3 separate regions of the Sus scrofa genome follow, and all the other regions are linked to region 2. A link is a contact called in public HiChIP or PLAC-seq and promoter capture Hi-C data. All regions are on one chromosome and are shown on one strand. The core of a region is the stretch at or near the end of the contact, and the rest is flanking DNA. Distances in the headings are between cores, read along the strand shown.

Region 1 (2,763 bases), core at 47-2,546, 130 kb after region 2:
TGTCTGTTAATGACGATATCTAGAATAGCAATTTTAGTACATTAGTGATGTTACTGACAACAGCAATTTTAGTCACCTCACTCTGGTTGATTATTCAGTTAGCACAAGATTATGGTCAAAGGGGACAAAAAGGGGATTAAAGTTTGGATAGAGAGAATCATAAACTCAGTAAGAGAACTTGCTTTTATTTTTTTTTAATTTTTATTTTATTTTGTTTGTTTTTTTGTCTTTTTTAGGGCCGCACCCGCGGCATATGGAGGTCCCAGGCTAGGGGTCTAATCGGAGCTGTAGCCACAGCCACAGCAACGCCAGATCCAAGCCGGGTCTGTGATCTACACCACAGCTCATGGCAATACTGGATCCTTAACCCACTGAGCGCGGCCAGGGATCGAACCCACAACCTCATGGTTCCTAGTCGTTGTTAACCACTGAGCCACAACGGGAACTCCGAAAAAATAAAAATCTTAAAAAAAAAAAAAAAGAAATGCAAAAAAAAAAAAGAGAGAGAGAGAGAACTTAGTTTTAGGGGGACTTGGTTTCAGTGATACTACCCTAATTTCTGACAGCATAGATTCGCTTTGCCTTTTTGTATACTTTCCAGTGTTCTCAACTTCAGCATGGATCAGAATTGCCTGGAAAGCTTGTTTAAGCAGATTGCTGGGCCCCATTCCCAGAGCTTCAGATTCAGTGTATGTCAGGTAGGGCCTGATAATTTGCATTTCTGAGGAATTCCCATCCCAGCTGATTTCAGCTGGTCTGGAATTTTACAATTCGTACTCTTTTATGTCTGATTCCTTTCACAGAGTGGTTCCAACTTTATGTTTATATGATGGGGGGGAGGGTCCACCGATGACTTCATTATTTGAAAGAAGGGTCTTGCACACACACAAAAGCCTGAAACCTGGTAGACCAGAAGGCTCGTTAAAGGCAGGGAGACATTTCTTCTTGGTAATCAGCCTTTAACACGGTGTAGGCATCAGTGTTAAAGAAATATAAGAACACTTGGATGGATGGGTCTTCCAGCTTAAGTGCGTCTTTTCCCAGGCTGAAAACTCTGTGAACGGAACTTCCCTCGGCCATCCTTGCGTCTCAACACCCAATGTAAGGCCCAGCTCGGTGCAGAGTCCATTCATGTTTGGTGGAAGGATGGAGAGACGCGGGATGGGGCTTCTGTACCAGAAGTGGCCCCCATAGAGGGCGCCCTCAGGCAGGGACTTCCAGCTGTGGTGGGGGAGGGGCGCCAGCGACACAGCTGCTTGTGTTTAAGGTGGACCAGGGGATTTTCCCCCCACCCTGCCTCCGCCGTAGGGGAGGATGCAGACAGTTCCCCGTTTCACATCTACCCTTTCTACCCCTTCCACCAGGGTACAGGAGAAAGACGGTCTTTTCCTTTATTTTTTGAAATCAGTGGGAGTGCCAGCTCCCCAGAATTAAAAACAACAGCAACACACAAAAATGAGGTCCTCCGGCAACTCAGGCAGGAGGTAAAGGGCTTTACCAAGGTTATTCTCCCCATTTCACAGATGATGAAATTGAGGTTTCCTTAACAGTTTCTACTAGCCCCAGGGTCTCACTAAGAAGTGTTGGCAATGGGGGGGGGGGGTCCTGTGACGCTGTGTGATCTTTTCCTCCAAGGGGCCTCCTTAACAGCTGTCCTGCCGGCGTCGCCAGCTGCCCAGCCAGTTCCTGTCCCTTTCGGAGTCCGCGCTCACCCGCCTGACGCTCCTAGAGTCTGTCCTCCTGTCGGGCCCCAGGCCCTCCGCTGGAGGAATGGAGTTCTCGGAGCTGATACGTACGGGCCAAGCCCAAGCCGAGCTCCTGCGGGGCTCGGAGACGCCCCCGCTGCGCGGCACGCTCTGCGTCACCGGCCACCACCTGCTGCTGTCGCCAGGGGCCCAGGCGACTCCAGATCTGTGGCTGCTGCTGTTGCGTAGTGTCGACTCCATCGAGAAGCGGTGAGAGACGTGGCGGCGACGTCCGGGTAGTTGGGGAGCGCGCGGCTCCGCAGGGAGAGGGGGAAGGGCAAGCGCTGTTGGAGCTGGTGCGCCCCTGCATAACGTGCGACCCTACGAAACTCCCTTCTCCTCCCCTGGTCGGGGGCGGGGGACATTAAGCCTAAACCCGTACATCTCTAGGGTCGAGGGTGACTCCGGCACCATCACGCTGCGCTGTAAGGACCTGCGAGTGTTGCAGCTAGAAATAGAGGGCGTGGAGGCGACGCTGGACATCGCCCGCTCCATCGAGGTCCGCCAAGGGTGCACCAGAGGCCCTTAAGCTACCTATCCCTTAACGAGGGGGTCAGCGGGGGTTATCGCTCAAGGGGACCCAGCATCCAGTGTTATTCTGGAGCAAAGCTAATGGCAAAGAGATGCAGAGGGTTCTGGAGTAGATGGAGAGGCGAGAGCTGCGGTGCGGAGGGCTGGATTCCAACCTTTCCCAGATGCCTTGACTTCCTTCCCAGGCGCTGTCCTCCCTGGAATCAGTCATCACCTCCTTTCCATTCTTCTACCGTCCCAAGAGCTTGAGATTGGGCGATGCCTGGCACTTCCACCCGCCCGAAAGCTACTACAAGAGAGTAGCTCGCGAGGTGGGCGCGGTCGTGGGGGCCTGGGAATGTGGAAGAGCCGGCCCTGGAAGGGGAGCAGGGACGGGGCACTCACTGGGAGCCCTAGACCTGATCTTTGCTCCTTCTTGTGCCACAGACCAACGCTTGGCGGCTGAGCGAGGCGAACGAGGACTTCAGTTTGTGCCCCAGTTACCCCC
Region 2 (2,856 bases), core at 309-2,808:
AGAAAATGGAGTTCCGGTAGTGGTGCAGCAGATCCATAGGATGCAGGTTTGCTCCCTGGCCTCACTCAGTGGGTTAAGGATCCAGCATTGCCATGAGCTGTGGTGTAGGTTGCAGAAGTGGCTCAGATCTGGTGTTGCTGTGGCCAGCACTGTAGTTCCAATTCAACCCCTAGCCTGGAAACTTCCATATGCTGTGGGTGTGAGTCTTAAAGAAGGAAAGGAGGAGTTCCCATTGTGGCTCAGTGGTTAACAAATCCAACTAGGAACCGGGAGGTTTCGGGTATGATCCCTGGCCACTCAGTGCGTTAAGGATCTGGCGTTGCCGGTGAGCTGTGGTGGGTCACAGACGCAGCTCGGATCCTGCATTGCTGTGGCTCTGGCGTAGGGCGGTGGCTACAGCTCTGATTCGACTCTAGCCTGGGAACCTCCATATGTCGCGGGTGCAGCCATAGAAAAGGCAAAAAGACCAAAAAAAAAAAAAAAAAAAAAAAAAAAAGGAAAGAAAAGAAAACAGCGAAGAACCTTGAGGAGATGCCTGTGAGGTAGAAGGAAAGTCAGGAGGTCATGATGTCCTGGAAGCCACGTGAAGAAAATGAACATAAAAGGAAAGAGATCAGTTGCATTAAATAAGATACTATAAAGAGCTGAAAATTGGTCATTGCCCTTGGCACCCTAGCAAAAGTGATTTAAAGTACAGTGGAGAGGTAGAAACCTCACTGAAGTGAGCTCAAGAGAGAATGGAGGCGTTCCCACTGTGGCTCAGTGGGTTAAGGTCCTGACGGCAGCAGCTGCGGTGGCTTTGGAGATTCAGGTTCAATGCCGGGTGCACTGGGTTAAGGATCCACACTGCCGCAGCTGTGGCATAGGTCGCAGCAGTGGCTTGGATTTGATCCCTGGCCCAAGAACATCCATATGCGGCAAGTACGAGTGAAAAAAGAAAAAAGAGAGAATGGAGGAGTTTGTTGCAAAGGGGAACAGGGAAATGATGAGGGTCAAGTTTTTGTTTGCTTACGATGGGGATAATAAAAGTATACATGATGACACAAATAATCCGGTAAAGAGGGGAAAGAGAACGCAATGGGGGAAAATAATTACTAAAGCTACGCCTTCAGACAAGAGGTAATGGGATCCAGTACAAAGTATGAGGATGCAGGTGCAGGCAAGCAAATGAGGCAGCATGGGCAGTGGAAGCCTGCTCTGGAAAGTGTCTCCAGCTCACACACACACACACACACACACCCCACTACACACTCAATCCCCTTCCTCCAGACTGTCTCCGGATTTCTCCAGATCCCATCCAGCTCACGCTATTCTGAGTTAAGTCGCCAAGAACTGAGGTAACTAAATGTGTGTCTCCCCAATATCCTGAGACCGTCTCCCGAGGCTGCATCGAAGTCACTTCTGAATTTTCCTCCAAACACCTCCAAGCCCTGGCCCAGAGCTCCGCAAACTGCGGTTGCTGAATTAGCCCAAAGAGCCCCAGGCAGCTGCTACGCTGCTGGTTTCATAAAGGGGGGCGGTCCTAGCCTTGAGCTTAGGGCCTACGGACATTCGAGCAGCGGCCAGGCTCGCTCCCTTTATTCCTCTACTCCCAGCTCTCTAAGCCCACAGCCAGAGGGCTGATCTTGGTCCAAAGCGGCCACCGTATCGCATGTCCGCTGATATCGATAAAGGTTCTAGGTTGGTGGGGTGGGGCTAACAGTGAGGGGGAGGGGCCTGAAGACGAAAATGGGTGAGGATTGGACCGAGCGGAGTTTAAGTCCGAACTCTGGACGGAGACTAGAGGCAGCTTAAAGAGGCGGAGCCTAGTGAAGGAGCGGGGCGGAGATTGGGCTGAGGGCGGTGTCGGCCTGAGGATTGGGCCCCGCTCTCCGGGGCGGTGCTTGAGGGGGCGGTGCCGTGTCGGAAGTCAAAGGTCAGTAAATAGTGATGATGTCATGCGGGCAAGATGGCGGAAGGGTGAGCCCGTCATCTAGTTCTCGGGCGTTGGGCCCTGAATTCTCCCAGGGTTGGGGTGCTGGGCCAGGGTCCCCGCGGGGAGCTGGAGGCCAGCGTGGGCGTGGACGGAGCTGAAAAGGCGGGGAGTCGCAGAGTGAGGGGGTGGGGAAGCGGCTTTCGAAGCCTCGGTCCGCGGGCCACATCTGAGGGGGAAGCTGAGACCCGATTTTTGCGCGGGCGAAAGTCGCACCGCGGGGCCGCCAGATGTGTCTGTCTTCCACAGGGAGGACGTGGGATGGTGGCGGAGCTGGCTGCAGCAGAGCTACCAGGCAGTCAAGGAGAAGGTAAGCCGGGCCAGCGCCCTTTCTAGGGTAGGGCCCCGCGCCGCCTCACTGCAACCTGGTCCGAGCCACCCCGCCTGACCTGTGTGGCCGCCAAGCCTCTGGGATGAAACCGACTGAGGCCCTACTTTTAGCTCCTGTTGGTCTAAGGGAGAACACAGCCCGACTCAGACCAGTGTCTAACTACCGTGAAATAAAGACAGTCTTAGAGGCTGGAGCGACCGTGTCGTGGAAACCCATGGGAAGGAACTATTTATTTTTGCTTGGAAAGTACACAGCTTCGTAGAAGAGAGAACATTTGATCTAGACCTTGAAGAAAAAGGATTCTAGAAATAGAAGCTTACTCTTATATTCATTCAAATATTAAGAGTCTATGCCACAGCCAGCACTCTCTGACAGGTCCTGAGGATACCGATGTTAGCCAAACAGATGCAGTCCTGGGTCTCCCAAAACTCAGTCCAGTGGGGAGACAGCAATCCCTGTGGGATGAGTGAGACTTGGCTTTGCCAGTGGACAGTGCCCTGTGCATTCCTGTTTCATTCCATGCTAGTTTGTCAAAACCAACCCAACTGAATTC
Region 3 (2,896 bases), core at 49-2,548, 83 kb before region 2:
CGCCTCTCCCCCGCTGGCCGCCGCCCGGAGGCCGGGTCCTGGGCGCCGGCTGCCCGCGCCTCCTTTGTGACCGTCTCCAGCCCCTCGGAGCCGGCGCGCCACCGCCGCTGTGCCCGGGGCTGCAAATGGCGCCCGCTCGCCTCTGCGCCTCCCGCCGCTCTCTGGACCGGGAACGTCTGGGGGCGCCGCGCCGGGGCCGCATCCCGCTGTCGCCGCCGCCGCTGCCGCCCGGGGACCAGAGCCCGCGGCGCCTTCGCCCGCAGCTAGGCTCGTGGGCCCGTCCCGGGCAGCCCCGACGCCCCGCCCGCCCTTCGCCCGCGTCGCGCGCAGCCACTTACCGCGGGCCGCGGCGCACCGGCGGGGCGCGCGCGCGGGCTGGGGGAAGATTCCCGGTTCCCGGCAGGGGAAATACCCCCTTTTGAAGCCGTTCCTTTGCGCCCTAAAACAAGTAGCCCCAACGTGAGAGAAACAAAAGGTATTTGCTGACGTGGGCGTTGGACAGAAACGCCCGAGGGCTGGGGACACAATTAAAGGGGCAACGCACAGATTTCAGGCACCAACCAGCAGCTTCGCCCACTCCCCCTGCCCTTGCCTACACCCTGCTGCACCCTCCGGAGGCAATGGAGTGCCCAGATCCCCTAGCACTTGACTACAGAATCATTATTTAGTAAGGAGCTTAAATTTTAAATTGTACTTTACGTTGGGAAAGGCGCCTCCGGGAGGGCAGAAGGGCTGGATTTCTAGGATCTGGGGAATTTGGTTTAGGAAAGAGGGAGGGACTTAGGCGTGCCCACAATTACTGTATAAGTGCATGTGACATTATTGTACTTAAGTTTAGCAACGTCAAATGGAAGAGATCTGCACAGAATTTTTCCCTTTTTGAAGAACTCGTTTTAGTCAAGGGTAATCTTTTCTAAACCTCTGCAAGTCACAAGAATTTTCTTTGAAGAGGATAACCCAAGAAGCTGAGATAAGAAAAAATAATCCTTGGTCAAGTTCAGAGAAAATATAAAACTAGTAAGAATAGGAGGTTTTGTGTTGTCAAATACTAACATTGATGATACATCCCTAATGTTTAGAGTACACACGTCAGGTTCTATATCTGCTAACATCATAAATCACTGAATATTCATAGTTAGCAGGCAAACATTAATTCTACAAACTACGTTTTCCAGTTCCTTCTGCTGGGGTCAGGCATTGAATAATACTGTGATATAGCAAAACCGAAAAAAAGACTCAAAATTTTAAAACATTTAGTTTTTGTTGGATTTCTCTCTTTTGTCACACTCAGTCATACTGAACAGAATTTATTACTGTGGTTTCATCAATAGTTAGCTATGTGATTTGAGGATCATAGTCTCTACTAGAAGGATACAAAATATTCACAACTATCTCTTAATGTCACTTCTGTATTACTTGAGTTATTTTGCTATTTAGTTGCACCTTCTCACATTCTGAACAGGTAATTGAAAACATGTTTGAAAACCTGCTAGGTATCAGGAGATTTGGATGTACCCAAACTATTCTGCTAGCATCCCCATTGAGAATTCTCCCCCAAAGACCTGGGCATTGTTATCACAAAGGGTTTTATTTTAGCCTTAATTAATTAAAACATGCAAAAAAGTTCTACAAACTTGTTCCTCAAGAGAGCACATCCTTTGTTGCAAGGAAAAAGTAATGGAAGTTTTTTCCCTCAACTTCCCCCTCCTAGCTTCTGAAACTCAATTTATATGTTTGGCGAACTTCTTATGTTATGAATAATTGGTGGGAGATAGAATCTGCCTTCTGCAGCAGAATCTGGAAATGCCAGTGACTTGCTTTCCCAGAATCCCTTGTGGCTAAGGCAATGGTCATGGGCTACACTTTAATAATCAGAGGCACTTACTGGGGACTTTGATGAGGGAGCTATACCACCAAGAAGCAGGAACCTCTAAGAATCTTTTCTGGCAGTGGTGACTGTTGCAGCAAGATAGTGTCTCCAGGTGCCATAGAGGCAGTGCTGTTAGTGGCAGTATCCGCTGTCCAGCACTAGGGTTATCTGTGGTGCCAGCTGCCAGGTCTCTGCTGAGAGCAGTGTTGGTATCCTTACCAGGCCAGTTCTATGGTATGACTTGCTGTTGTTTCTACCTGGTTAGCATAGGCACCAAACCCTATGCTTTGCTCTTCCCATAATTCTGTAAACTTTTAATACATTCATTTCTGTTTAAATCAGCCAAGGCAAATGAGTCTGTGTCACTAAGAACCCTAGATAGTACAAAATGTTAAAAGGCATTTGGACATATGGCCTGGAACATAATAGATAAAATTATTTGAGGTAAAGTGTTGTCATCAATGTAGCTAGGAATTAAAACCATGGATATAGATAGAGAAAGAGAATATAAAATAAGAAAAGAATAAAGCATAGAACAAGCATCACCAGCTTCATCATCTAGTGGCTTCCTAGAGGAAAGTAAAATTGCAAGAATCTAAGAAGTGACTGGGATAGAAGGAAGAGATGTGGGATAGTGCGGTGTTATGGAAACTAGGAGGGGGGGAGTTTCCATTGTGGCTCAGCAGAAACAAACCCAACTAGTATCCATGAGGATGCAGGTTCGATCCCTGGCCTCGCTCAGTGGGTTAAGGATCCAGTGTTGCCATGAGCTGTGGTATAGGTTGCAGACGCGGCTCGGATCCTGTGTTGTTGTGGCTCTGGCGTAGGCCAGCGGCTACAGCTCCTATTGGACCCCTAGCCTGGGAACTTCCATATGCCGAGGGAGCGGCCCAAGAAATGGCAAAAAGAAAAAAAAAAGAAAGAAAGAAAATGTCTATTGGATTTAACAACTTGGAAATCATTGACTTCAGAGAACATTATTACGCTTGAAAGAAGGGAGCAAAATCCAGATTAGGGGACTACATA

The links. Promoter capture Hi-C pulls out the DNA fragments that hold promoters and counts their contacts. HiChIP or PLAC-seq counts read pairs in DNA pulled down with a chosen protein or histone mark.
Region 1: a contact with region 2 is called in an H3K27ac HiChIP or PLAC-seq map of alveolar macrophages. The contact joins the promoter of LOC106510645 here to the promoter of BSDC1 in region 2. A contact is called at or near these places in 1 of 5 promoter capture datasets (liver), 2 of 47 Hi-C or Micro-C datasets (embryonic fibroblasts and skeletal muscle) and 2 of 2 datasets of contacts at active chromatin or transcription factors (alveolar macrophages and skeletal muscle).
Region 3: a promoter capture Hi-C map of liver shows a contact between it and region 2, with 2.1 times the contacts expected there. The contact joins the promoter of ZBTB8A here to the promoter of BSDC1 in region 2. A contact is called at or near these places in 1 of 5 promoter capture datasets (liver) and 2 of 47 Hi-C or Micro-C datasets (embryonic fibroblasts and epiblast stem cells).

The regions. Positions count from the first base shown.
Region 1 is chr6:88,711,381-88,714,143 of Sscrofa11.1, reverse strand. It overlaps LOC106510645 (myotubularin-related protein 9), which reads left to right and starts at 1,296. Exons shown (of 11, transcript XM_021095804.1): 1 at 1,296-1,484; 2 at 1,636-1,955; 3 at 2,136-2,244; 4 at 2,462-2,587; 5 at 2,703-2,763. The coding sequence starts at 1,771.
Region 2 is chr6:88,837,910-88,840,765 of Sscrofa11.1, reverse strand. It overlaps BSDC1 (BSD domain-containing protein 1), which reads left to right and starts at 1,558. Exons shown (of 12, transcript XM_005665183.3): 1 at 1,558-1,915; 2 at 2,222-2,282.
Region 3 is chr6:88,920,648-88,923,543 of Sscrofa11.1, reverse strand. It overlaps ZBTB8A (zinc finger and BTB domain-containing protein 8A), which reads right to left and starts at 1,298. Exons shown (of 5, transcript XM_003356289.4): 1 at 339-1,298.